3 separate regions of the Mus musculus genome follow, and regions 1 and 2 are each linked to region 3. The links are chromatin contacts, called in public HiChIP or PLAC-seq and promoter capture Hi-C maps. All regions are on one chromosome and are shown on one strand. Each heading gives the region's core, a stretch centred on a gene start, on an enhancer-like site or on the middle of the called end of the contact. The rest is flanking DNA. Distances are from core to core; before and after follow the strand shown. Region 1 holds the start of 1700121M21Rik (a long non-coding RNA gene). Region 2 holds the start of Cers5 (ceramide synthase 5). Region 3 holds the start of Kcnh3 (potassium voltage-gated channel, subfamily H (eag-related), member 3).

The links. Promoter capture Hi-C pulls out the DNA fragments that hold promoters and counts their contacts. HiChIP or PLAC-seq counts read pairs in DNA pulled down with a chosen protein or histone mark.
Region 1: an HNF4G HiChIP or PLAC-seq map of pancreatic cancer cells shows a contact between it and region 3. The contact joins the promoter of 1700121M21Rik here to the promoter of Kcnh3 in region 3. A contact is called at or near these places in 1 of 39 promoter capture datasets (liver) and 2 of 115 datasets of contacts at active chromatin or transcription factors (embryonic forebrain and pancreatic cancer cells).
Region 2: a contact with region 3 is called in a promoter capture Hi-C map of hippocampal neurons, with 2.9 times the contacts expected there. The contact joins the promoter of Cers5 here to the promoter of Kcnh3 in region 3. A contact is called at or near these places in 3 of 39 promoter capture datasets (hippocampal neurons and liver) and 1 of 115 datasets of contacts at active chromatin or transcription factors (pancreatic cancer cells).

What each region holds. Positions count from the first base shown.
Region 1 is chr15:99,913,491-99,916,867 of GRCm38.p6, forward strand. It overlaps 1700121M21Rik (a long non-coding RNA gene), which reads left to right and starts at 1,474. Exons shown (of 3, transcript XR_875663.3): 1 at 1,474-1,549; 2 at 3,030-3,120. It also overlaps the pseudogene Gm20564.
Region 2 is chr15:99,771,153-99,774,526 of GRCm38.p6, forward strand. Cers5 (ceramide synthase 5) reads right to left here and starts at 1,363. Exons shown (of 10, transcript NM_028015.2): 1 at 1,031-1,363. The coding sequence starts at 1,227.
Region 3 is chr15:99,222,405-99,225,925 of GRCm38.p6, forward strand. It overlaps Kcnh3 (potassium voltage-gated channel, subfamily H (eag-related), member 3), which reads left to right and starts at 2,188. Exons shown (of 15, transcript NM_010601.4): 1 at 2,188-2,647. The coding sequence starts at 2,572. It overlaps Gm46538 (a long non-coding RNA gene), which reads right to left and starts at 3,469. Exons shown (of 3, transcript XR_001781769.2): 1 at 2,743-3,469.

The DNA.
Region 1 (3,377 bases), core at 224-2,723, 690 kb after region 3:
CCAGCCTGGACTACATGAGCCTGGATCTTTAAATCAATAAGGTTGTGTGGGAGCTGGAGAGATGGTCCAGCAGTTAAGAACATTTGCTGCTCTCCAGAGGACCTGCGTTCAGTTCCCAGCACCCACATCTGGTGGCTCACAAACACCTCTAACTCCAGGCCCAAAAGGATCCAAAGCTTGGCTCCCTCCAATACCTCAGTCACATGACATACCTGCGTGCAGACAGAAATGCCTGCACATATTCAAATCTTTAAATAAATTAGTGGTCTGGGGAGTTGGCTTTGTAGGGAAAGTTCTTACCATGGAAGAACCTCATTCATCTCCCCGGGACCCATGTGAAAGCTGGGTGTGCCACACCAGTCTGGAATCACAGCACCTGGGAGGCAGACACACAAGATTCCCTGGAGCTCACTGGTCAACCAGTCTCACTGGATCAGTGGTCTCCAGCTTTAGTGAGAGAGCCTGTCTCAAAAAGTAACATGGAGCGGGACTAAGGAAAACACCCCTGTCTTAGGGTTTCTGTTCCTGCACAGACATCATGACCAAGAAACAAGTTATGGAGGAAAGGGTTTATTCGGCTTACATTTCCACATTGCTGTTCATCACTGAAGAAGTCAGGACTGGAACTCAAGCAGGTCAGGGTGCAGGAACTGATGTAGAGGCCATGGAGGGATGTTCTTTACTGGCTTGCTCAGCCTGCTCTCTTATAGAACCCAAGACTGCCAGCCCAGAGATGGTCCCACCACAAGGGGCCTTTCCCCCTTGATCACTAATTGAGAAAATGCCTTACAGTTGGATCTCATGGAGGCATTTCCTCAACTGAAGCTCCTTTCTCTGTGATAACTCCAGCTGTGTCAAGTTGACACAAAACTAGCCAGTACAACCCCATATCAACCCTGCCCTCTACATACACACACATGAACACACTTGTGCACATAACCACATGAACACCTACATATCACACACACACACACACACACACACATTAAATAAGCAAAAGAAAAGTTTGTCTTTAGTGCAATAAGGAGCCAGTTAATCAGGAGAAGATGGCGACGGTCTTAGAGATGCTGGGGAACAGGTGAGAACATAAAGGTGTTTTGAAAAAAATATAAAATAGTAAAACTTAAAGCCAAAGTGAATGTATGAGAGAAATAAGAGTGTGTCTGCCAGGTAGTTTTCTGGGGCCTCTGGGCATTAGATTATTTAAACTGAGACCAACAGCCAAGTTCCGGTGTTTCCCCGAGGCTGTGCTCAGCTCTCAGGGTGCAGGCCTGGAGGGGGTCAGAGTGTTCAACTCTCAGGCCTGGAGGGGGACAGAGAAGACTGTACTTAAGCTGGGCTGTGGTCCAAAGTAGACCTGGAGAAGTGCAGGAGCTGAGAGTGCAAGGAAGGGAGGGGTTATAATTACCGACCTTGCAACTCAAAGGAAGAATAAAAAACATTTGAAACATTGTGGAAAGGTTATTTTGTTTGTGCAGGGTAGGAGCCTGGAGAGAACTTCGAGCAAGGAAACCGCCCCAGCTGTGCACGGGCTCGGGGCAGCTGTGCGGTGAGTCAGTGGGTCAGTGTGTCTCTTCTAGAGCACCCCGGCAGCTCACATCCTCCTGTACCTCCAGCTTCTGGGGATCCAGCTCCTCCCGCCTCTGTGGGCACCTGCTCCCACCTGCACACACCTCATGCAGACACAGGCAAAGCGTTTTATAATGTGTGTTGTTGTATACAAGACACTTTGTTTTATAATGCGTACTGTAAGTATCAATATGTTTTTGATCTACCACCTCTCTTTCACCACCCAACAACTTTGGCCTCAAAGTCAGTTCTGATTTGACCTTTGTCTCCATTTTGGTTTGCATTTTACTTCCTCCCTTCGGGTTCGTTCCCCCACCCCCACCCCCACCAGGTTTATTCGATACAACACAATCTCTAACTTCAGTGAGGTGACTGGCCATGTTCACCACCAAAGCAGCCTCTAAACTGGAACTCAGTTGCTGAGCCAGCCCCAGCCTCAGCTTTCTTGTCGGCTACAGGAGCACAGCACTCCTTCTGCAGATATCTCTGTCTGCCTCCCCTCTTGGGAATCTTGCAGGTCACTCACCCTGTGGACCCTTGGGCTGAGGCCTGCCAGTCTCAGGATGGGATGGCAGGCATGATTTCCAGACGTAGGTGTAGGTAATCTCAGAGGTACTAGATGCTCTCATTCGTAAGGTCCCAGAAGAAGTGTCTCCAGGCAAACTGCTCCTTCATGTAACCTCGAGACTTGAGACTGCATGGCTTTCATTATATGAAGGTTATGCATGTTCTTGTCTGCCAGCTCAGGGTGTTTGGGCACGTGGACATCTTTCTCGGCAACCATCACGCCTTCCTTAAGGAGTTCATAGATGGCAATCCTGTTCTTCTCAGGCATCAACATCACGGCTGTAAGGTCTGAGGCAGAGGCTGGAAAAGAAGCCCTCTATTCATTTTAACTTGATCTATTCTTTTGTTTTGTTTTTTTCAAGATAGGGTTTCTCTGTGTAGCCCTGGCTGTCCTGGAACTCACTCTGTAGACCAGGCTGGCCTTGAACTCAGAAATCTGCCTGCCTCTGCCTCCCAAGTGCTGGGATTAAAGGTGTGCACCACCTTGGTCTATTCTTTTAAACATATCATATAGGTAATATGTTGTTTTCTTGTGTGCAGTGTTATGCTAAACAAACGTCCTTCCGCTGAGTTGTAACTCCAGCCCTTCTTACAGATTTTTGTTTTCTTCAGGTGTTGTTTATTCTCTTTTGTTGTTTTGAGACCAGGAGCTTTCTGAAGAGGCCTGCCTTGAGCTCCGGACCCTCCTGCTTCTATCTCCCAAGGCAGGGATTATGGGATGCACCACCACCCTCTCTCCCAAGGCAGGGATTATGGGATGCATCACCACCCACTCTCCCTTGGTTTTTCCTTCAGATTCATTTCCATTATCTCCCTTTATTTCCTTGGGATGTTTATATAGTTGTGTTTTATCTTATTGACATTTGGTTGACTTTTGTTGTTGTTGTTGTTAGTTAACCTGTGATCATTTTCTCTCGTGGATCGGCTCTCTTGATGGGAAACAGATGGCACAGAAGCCCGGATCTCACTCCTGATGAGCTAGAGGTCAGCTTTGAAGAACCTCATTGCCTTTCAGTGAGAGACTTACCCTTGACTCCGTTCCTAACCATGTATTTGTTTTGCAAATGTAGTAAATAGAAAGGGGTTCAGCTCAGAATTCTCCTCAGATGTAGTCCCATGTATGAAGCCTGGCTTTACTCTTTGCCACCTTGGTTCTGCTGAACCGTCTGTGTGTGTGTGTGTGTGTGTGGGGGGGGGGTGAGTGTGTTATAGAGACACACCTGTGTGCTCCTATGTGAAGA
Region 2 (3,374 bases), core at 113-2,612, 550 kb after region 3:
TCTGAGTAATGGATTATTTTGTCTAACCACATCTCCACACTAGAAAAGGAATTCTGGCATCAGTGTCGTGTTTGTTCTAGATAAGGTTTTTACAGAAGGCGTCTCTGCCTACGAGGAAAGTACTTCCTTGGAGTTTGAGTAAGCTTTATCAAAAACACAGCTATGATTGATCCTCATTACAGATCGCATCAGATCCTTGAAGAACAGTGTCTTTTTGGCAGCAGATAAGACTAGCCCTTTGAAGAACGGGGTGGGGGTGGGGTGGGGGGGATCTTCTGCCCAGAGCATGTAGCTGGGCAAAGTATGTTGTGAATACTACCACCTTAGAAGCTGGTTCACAAAGCTGTTTCCAATAAAGTCTCAGGCTCCATCGCCTTCAAAATGACCACTTCTCCCATCTCAGGCTTCCAAGGCCCGTTCAGCAGTTCCTCTTGACACCTTCCCCAAATGTTGGAAGCCTCAGGCTTCACCACACCCTATCCTAGCCAGACGTCTGCTGTCATACTAACACGTTCACGCGCTAACAAATCAGGGCTTGGGGCCTAACTGATCCTGTTGTTTCAAACCCCAGAAGTAAAGTAACTTTAGCAAACATTACATCTCATGCATCCACCTACGTCGCTCGGAAGCTCTGGCGCTTGCACTGAACCCACAAGCTTCCAGGACCCCAGCTAATTCTGGTTCTCCCAGGCCCTTCCCGTTCCTCTCGCCGGGCACTGCGGGAGCACGACTCACTCTTGGGTTCCTGGAGATTGGGAGGCAGCCTTCGAGAGCTCCATGCGACTCTGTGATCTGCACTTCTGAGGCCCAGCACTCCCCTCGATTCTCTCTCACTCGCCCACACCCTAGACTCGCGCGGTCTGCGCGCACGCAGGCTCCAGGGGCGCGTCGCCGGGCTCCGAGCATCCCCGCCGCGGCCCGGGCTCCCCGGCTCCCCCGCCCCGCCGCCTCGGCTTCCGGCCCTCGGTCTCCGGCCCAGGCGTCCCGCCCCTACCCCCCGCCATCCCCGGCCCCGCGCAGCAACGCTCACCGCTCAAACAGCATCCTCACGGAGAAGATGCACACTGCCAGCGGGAACACCGACAGCACGTGCTGGGCGCGCGGGTAGCCGTAGCCGTCGCCCGGGCCCTCCAGGTCCGCCCAGCTCACGTTCTGAGGCAGCCAGAAGCTCTCGCTCCACAGCCAACCCCACAGGAGGCCCAGGGTTTCCGCTGCTGCAGTCGCCATCTTACGCGCGCCCGGCGGCCACTGCCGCCACAGCCTCGGAGGCAGTCAAGGCAAAAGGAACCCGCTGGGAGGCGGCCCCGAGGCGGGGCCCGGCCTACGGCCACCCTCTTCCGTCCCTGGGTCCTCCCAGCCGCCCAGCCCGCCTCTCCCGCAAGGATGGCCTCCTCCCCGCCCATCCCGCCTTCCCGCCCACTTCTCCGTCGCAGCAGCCCAGGCCCCTCATGTGGGTCCCGGCCTCGCCCCGCGTGCCCATTTCTTCTTGGCCACGCCCACCTGTCCTGGTCACGCCCCTCACCTGCAGCCCGAGCCACGCCCAGTTTCTTTCAGCAGGTTCGACATCACCATGGTCACACCCCTACCTCAGGCTAGTTTCTCCCTTTTGGAAACACTCTTCCTAGTCCAGCAGATTCAAGTTCTTTCTGGCTCCCGGCCCGGCTATACGTTCCTGATCATCACTTACAGTCCCGGTGTCCCAGCCAGCCGGCTGTGCTGTTCATCCTAGTTGATTCCTCCTCCTCCTCCTCCTCCCCCTCCTCCTCCTCCTCCTCCTCCTCCTCCTCCTCATACTCCTCCTCCTACTCCTCCTTCTCCTTTTTTGCACTTCCTTGATCTCCACCCCCCTCCTTGGCTTTAGGCCTTAAAAGTTACCTTCACTTTTTCTCAGAGAAAACACAAGGCTTTGAAATATCTTTACATTAAAAGCCTGTAATTCCAGCCTCCACTGTAATCCCACTTGGGGCTCAGGGTCGTTCTCTGCAAGTTCAGGGCCAAAATGAACTTCATGAGACCTCCCCATCCCACCCCCATTCCCTTTTGAGTGTCTGTGGGAGGTAGTGTTTCACAGCTGACGGCTCCGCACTTGGGTGACCAAAGGGAGAGAATTGTCCCTTCCTTTTAAGACCAGTTTGCATACAGTACAGGACAAAAGGTTCCTCCTCTCCCCTCTTGAGGCAGAAGGTAATGGGGGGAAAAAAAAGCAACAAGGCAAAAGGAAAATAAATGACCGCTAGTTTTAATGACATCTGTCATGTAGCAGTTTATGAAGGAATAAACTGAAGTCCAAAGAGGCAGAATAGTTTGCCCAAAGTCATATAGACCAACAGCTGTAATTAGAAAATAATTAGAGGGGCTGGTGAGATGTCTCAGTGGGTAAGAGCACCCGACTGCTCTTCCGAAGGTCTGGAGTTCAAATCCCAGCAACCACATGGTGGCTCACAACCATCTGTAATGAGATCTGACTCCCTCTTCTGTAGTGTCTGAAGATAGCTACAGTATACTTAGATATAATAAATAAATAAATCTTAAAAAAAAAAGAAAGAAAATACTTAGACTCCAGAACTCTCATTTCCTTATCTTACAAACCACCTCAACTTTATTTTTTTATTTATTTATTGTTTCCAGCCCGCTTGGGCCCAGATCGCTTTGGCCTATTTATTTATTATATGTAAGTACACTGTAGCTATCTTCAGACACCCCCAGAAGAGGGGATCAGATCTCATTACAGATAGTTGTGAGCCACCATGTGGTTGCTGGGATTTGAACTCATGACCTCTGGAAGAATAGTCAGGGCTCTTATCTGCTGAGCCATCTCTCCAGCCCCCCACCTCAACTTTAAATGGTCAGAGCAAACCTTGAACTCTTGTAAATCTACCTAAACAAGGAAACAAACCAGAGACCAGGCAGTTTTCAGAGGACTAAACTGTCCTTCAATTGCCAGAGAGCCCTGAACATTGGTTAAAACTTAGCTACAAGGCTAATAGCCAGGAACTAACTGGGGACAGCGGTGATGGTAATCTCAACTTACGGTCTGAGGACAACAGATAAAGGAACTTCACAACTAGTAGGGTATGTTTAAAGTGTGAGGTGAGGGCCAGTCATGAAAGAGCCACCCAGTGAGGACACTCAAAAGTGTTCCTCACCTGAGTGCTTCTCAGACGTTAGCCTTATCCCATGCCGCATATGGAGAGTGTTAGGAGCTTTCTGGGCCCAACCAGAGATGCTCTGAACAGAACCCATGGGAGTGGACTTAATTGACTTTTCTGTTTTGGTGTTGCAGATTGAACCCTGGCCTTACGCATGGGAAGCACACTCGCTGCAGCTGAGCTACAGCCTCAGCATTGCTTGCTTGCTTGCTTGCTTTAGGATTT
Region 3 (3,521 bases), core at 938-3,437:
AGGGGAAAAAAAGAAAGACAGGGAGGAAAAGAAAGAAGGAAAGAAAGAAAGAAAGAAAGAAAGAAAGAAAGAAAGAAAGAAAGAAAGAAAGAAAAGAAAAGAAAGAGTGGTTCTAGCATAGCATCCAGTACCTAACCAGGCTTACCAAAATAGTGACCGGAATGGCGCTAATACAAGCAGTGTGTCTCAGACAAGGTCCATGACCTTCGTGTTTTCACTGGTGAATAGGAACGGCTTCCGTGTTAAATTAGCAGGGGAATCCGAGAAGAGCACTTATTCAGCACAGAGCCCTCCTTGCCTCGGGAAATACGAAGTTCAGTCATTCCCAACCCCAACTACTCCGCCCGATTTAAACCCAGGTCTCTAGCTTCCCTGACCTCCGCAAGCCAGCCCAGGTCAGTCCAGGTCACTGATCTGGAAGCCTAAACATGACCTCGAGGATATAGTTTGGACCCGTTAGACCTGACCACCCCAGAGGACCAGTGATGTCTATGCAACTCAGGTGTTTTGGGAGCAGGGACTGTTGTAGATGGAACCCCGACTTTGTCCTCTTCTCTCTCTCTCTCTCTCTCTCTCTCTCTCTCTCTCTCCTTCCTTCCTTTTTCTTCTCCCTTTGTGAAATAACTACCCCGGGGCGTTTCTCAAGATCCCTCTGAGACTCAAAATCAGACAATAAACATTTGCATGAAGCAAGTGCCGCACATTCACTGTCCTGGGTATATATGCCTCCTTATTTCTTCCTCAGAACCCACAGGGGTAGTTATTATTATTTCCATTCCACGGATGAAGAGAACTGAATCACAGAAATGTTAGTAAGTTGTCTTACAAGAAAAGGATTATCTCCTGGACAGCGAGTTCAGAGCAGTACTTAAACCCGGCTCGGCTAGCCGAGTTCTGCAGATGACGCTTTCAACAACAGCCTCGCCCTGGCTTAAAGTGAGCTTTAAAATATTCCTCTGTTTAGCGGGATGCTATCTAACTCCTGGAAAGAAGGTTGCTGCGAGGACTGGAGGGGTTACTCTTTAGCCCTGACCCATCAGGAGTCGGGAACCATATCTGCGGACATTTCAGGCTCGCCTGGGAGCTGGATTTCAGGGTGCAGCAGACTGGGAGGGGGGGACTTCCTCCCTTTCTTCCCAAAGCTCCTGTTCATTTAAATACAGGTGCCTTGAGCTTGGGCTTTACTAGCTGCTGACGGGTAGTTGGAGCAGGGTATACTCCTCTTTCCGACGCTGGTGGCAGTGGGTGTGTCTCCTGCAGGGGAGCAGTGCTGAGCTCCGGCTTCTTCCATTGGAGAGCAAATTGCAGTTTTGGCCCCGGCGGCTTCTCTGGGCGCGGGCGGCAGCCGCGCTCACTGGCAAATCGTAGGAGGGAGGAGGAGCGGCGCTGGCAGGAGAGGCCGCGGGGACGGTCGCGGCGCGCGGGGACAGGGACAGGAGACGGCCGTCCGCCCCTGCTTTCCGCCTCCTCGCTGGAGGTGCGGGCTCCGGGGAGAATCGAACTCCGCGACTAAAGGGGGGGGGGGGCTAGCCAAGCACACACAGGGTTCCTGGACCAGCCTCTGACCCTCCCGCGGCGACAGAAACTTGAGGAAATGCGTGGGGCGAGCGGAGGGCTTGGAGTTCACTTTCCCAATGCGCCCTCTGCGCTCCGGGGTCTCGCCCAAGGCATCTGGACCTCACTCTAGCCTCAGGTTTCCTCAGCTCCTGCTTCCACTTTTCAGGGGAGCCGAGCCGCATCCGGGAAAGGCTTGACTGAACCCGGGGGGAAAAACAGGTTCAGAAGCCTCCCTTTTAGAGAACTCTGCATAGTCAGCGCTCCCCGGGGGCCCCAAACCTTCAACTACTGGACGTTCCCCGCCACCTAGTCGCCAGTTCCCGTTCTCATGACATTATTCTCGTTCCGAAACACATCTACAACACACTCACACACGCTCACGCCCCCAAGCCTTCCTCTGATCCCTCTGCAGGAGAGAGAAGCCCGAGGCTGTCAGGCTGAGCCCACCCGGCCCGGGTTCTCGCCTTAGGGAGTCTGGCAGCGCTAGGGGGCGGCAGCCTTCCCTGCCCCCACCAAGGTCCCAGGGGAGGGGGATCCCTCCGCAGGAGGCCTGTCTCTTTAAGGAGGCGGCCCTGACTGGGTGTGCCCCGTCTCCATGGTTACCCCGGTGCAGGCGGCGGTGCGGGAGGTAGGCTGCCGCTTCTCCCCGACAGACGGAGGGAGCTGCGGGGACCCGGCGCTGAGCCGAGCCCAAGCGGGAGCCACCCCGCTTGCAGAAACAGGAGCCGCGGGCGGACCAAAGGTGCAGAGTGCGCGGTGGCCGCGGGGCCTGCAGCCCGGAATCCGTGGGCGGCGAGGGGTCGCGCGCGCGCCATGCGCCCAGCCCCGACGGTGCGGACGCCCCCTTGTGCGCCGGCAGCTGCTGGGGCCTGCGAGCCTGGGCCGGGCATAGCCCCCCGACGGCTACTCTAGGGGGCGCGGGGCCCGGCGGGGGGCGGCCGAGCCAGGCGCCCTCCCCCGGCGCTGAGTCCCCGCGCCCCGGAGGGATGGGGCGGGCGGCCCCCGCCGCCTAAGATGCCGGCCATGCGGGGGCTCCTGGCGCCGCAGAACACCTTCCTGGACACCATCGCCACCCGCTTCGACGGGACGCGTGAGTCAGGCCCTAGCTCCCTAGCTTCCGGGCAGTAATCCACTGTCGGAACTGCCACCTGCTGCTTGGTGCCCACCAGCCATCCCCTTCCTCACCCCTCTTGAAGCTAGGGCCATTCTCTCCTTCCAGTAAGTGAAGGTTTCCCGGAGGTTTTCAGGGTCAATACTGTAAGATGTCCCTAGGTGCGGGACCGGGATGAGTCAATCTGATCCAGCCTGTCTTATCCTCAGACCTGGCGCGGTTGCAAAGGCCGAGTCGGGTGAAGCGCGGAACCAGTCCTGGTGGACAGCGCAGAGGGCTCACAGAGCCCAGATTTAGAAATAAGATTTGCAAAGGAAGGTAGAGTAGGCGGGATTCAGCAGAGAACTGTGTCTGCAAGCGTATCGCACAGTCTAAACCCGTCGCTTGGAATGCCCACCCGGCCCCAAAGAAGCTGAGCTCCTCTGAGCTCGGGAGACTCACATCCGGACTGGGGAAGTTTGGAAAAGGCAACTTGAGCTTCCAGATTCTGAGTTCCTCTGGCTCTGAACACAGGGAAGTCGTGAAAACAGGGTCCCTCCCCCTCTCGCTCCAGTGGGGCTTCCCAGTTCTGACAAGCGTTCTCCCTCCTGTTGTAGACAGCCTGTAGGAACTCATCACAGAGCTCCCCCACCCCCCAGGCTTCTCCATCTGCTTTGGGCTTGAAGCCTGCTGATTCAGCACCCCTCACTCCCCAATACATTCTTGGCTCCAGGCTCTGTTGTTCAACCACTATCCACACACCGCCATTCTTGATGGCGTTCAATAGTCCCTGAGCCAGGGTGTGCAGCGAACGGGGCATCGGATGCATGGTGGCCTGCTTCCCAGACCAAGCGGTTCTCCGTGGGAGGAGCCA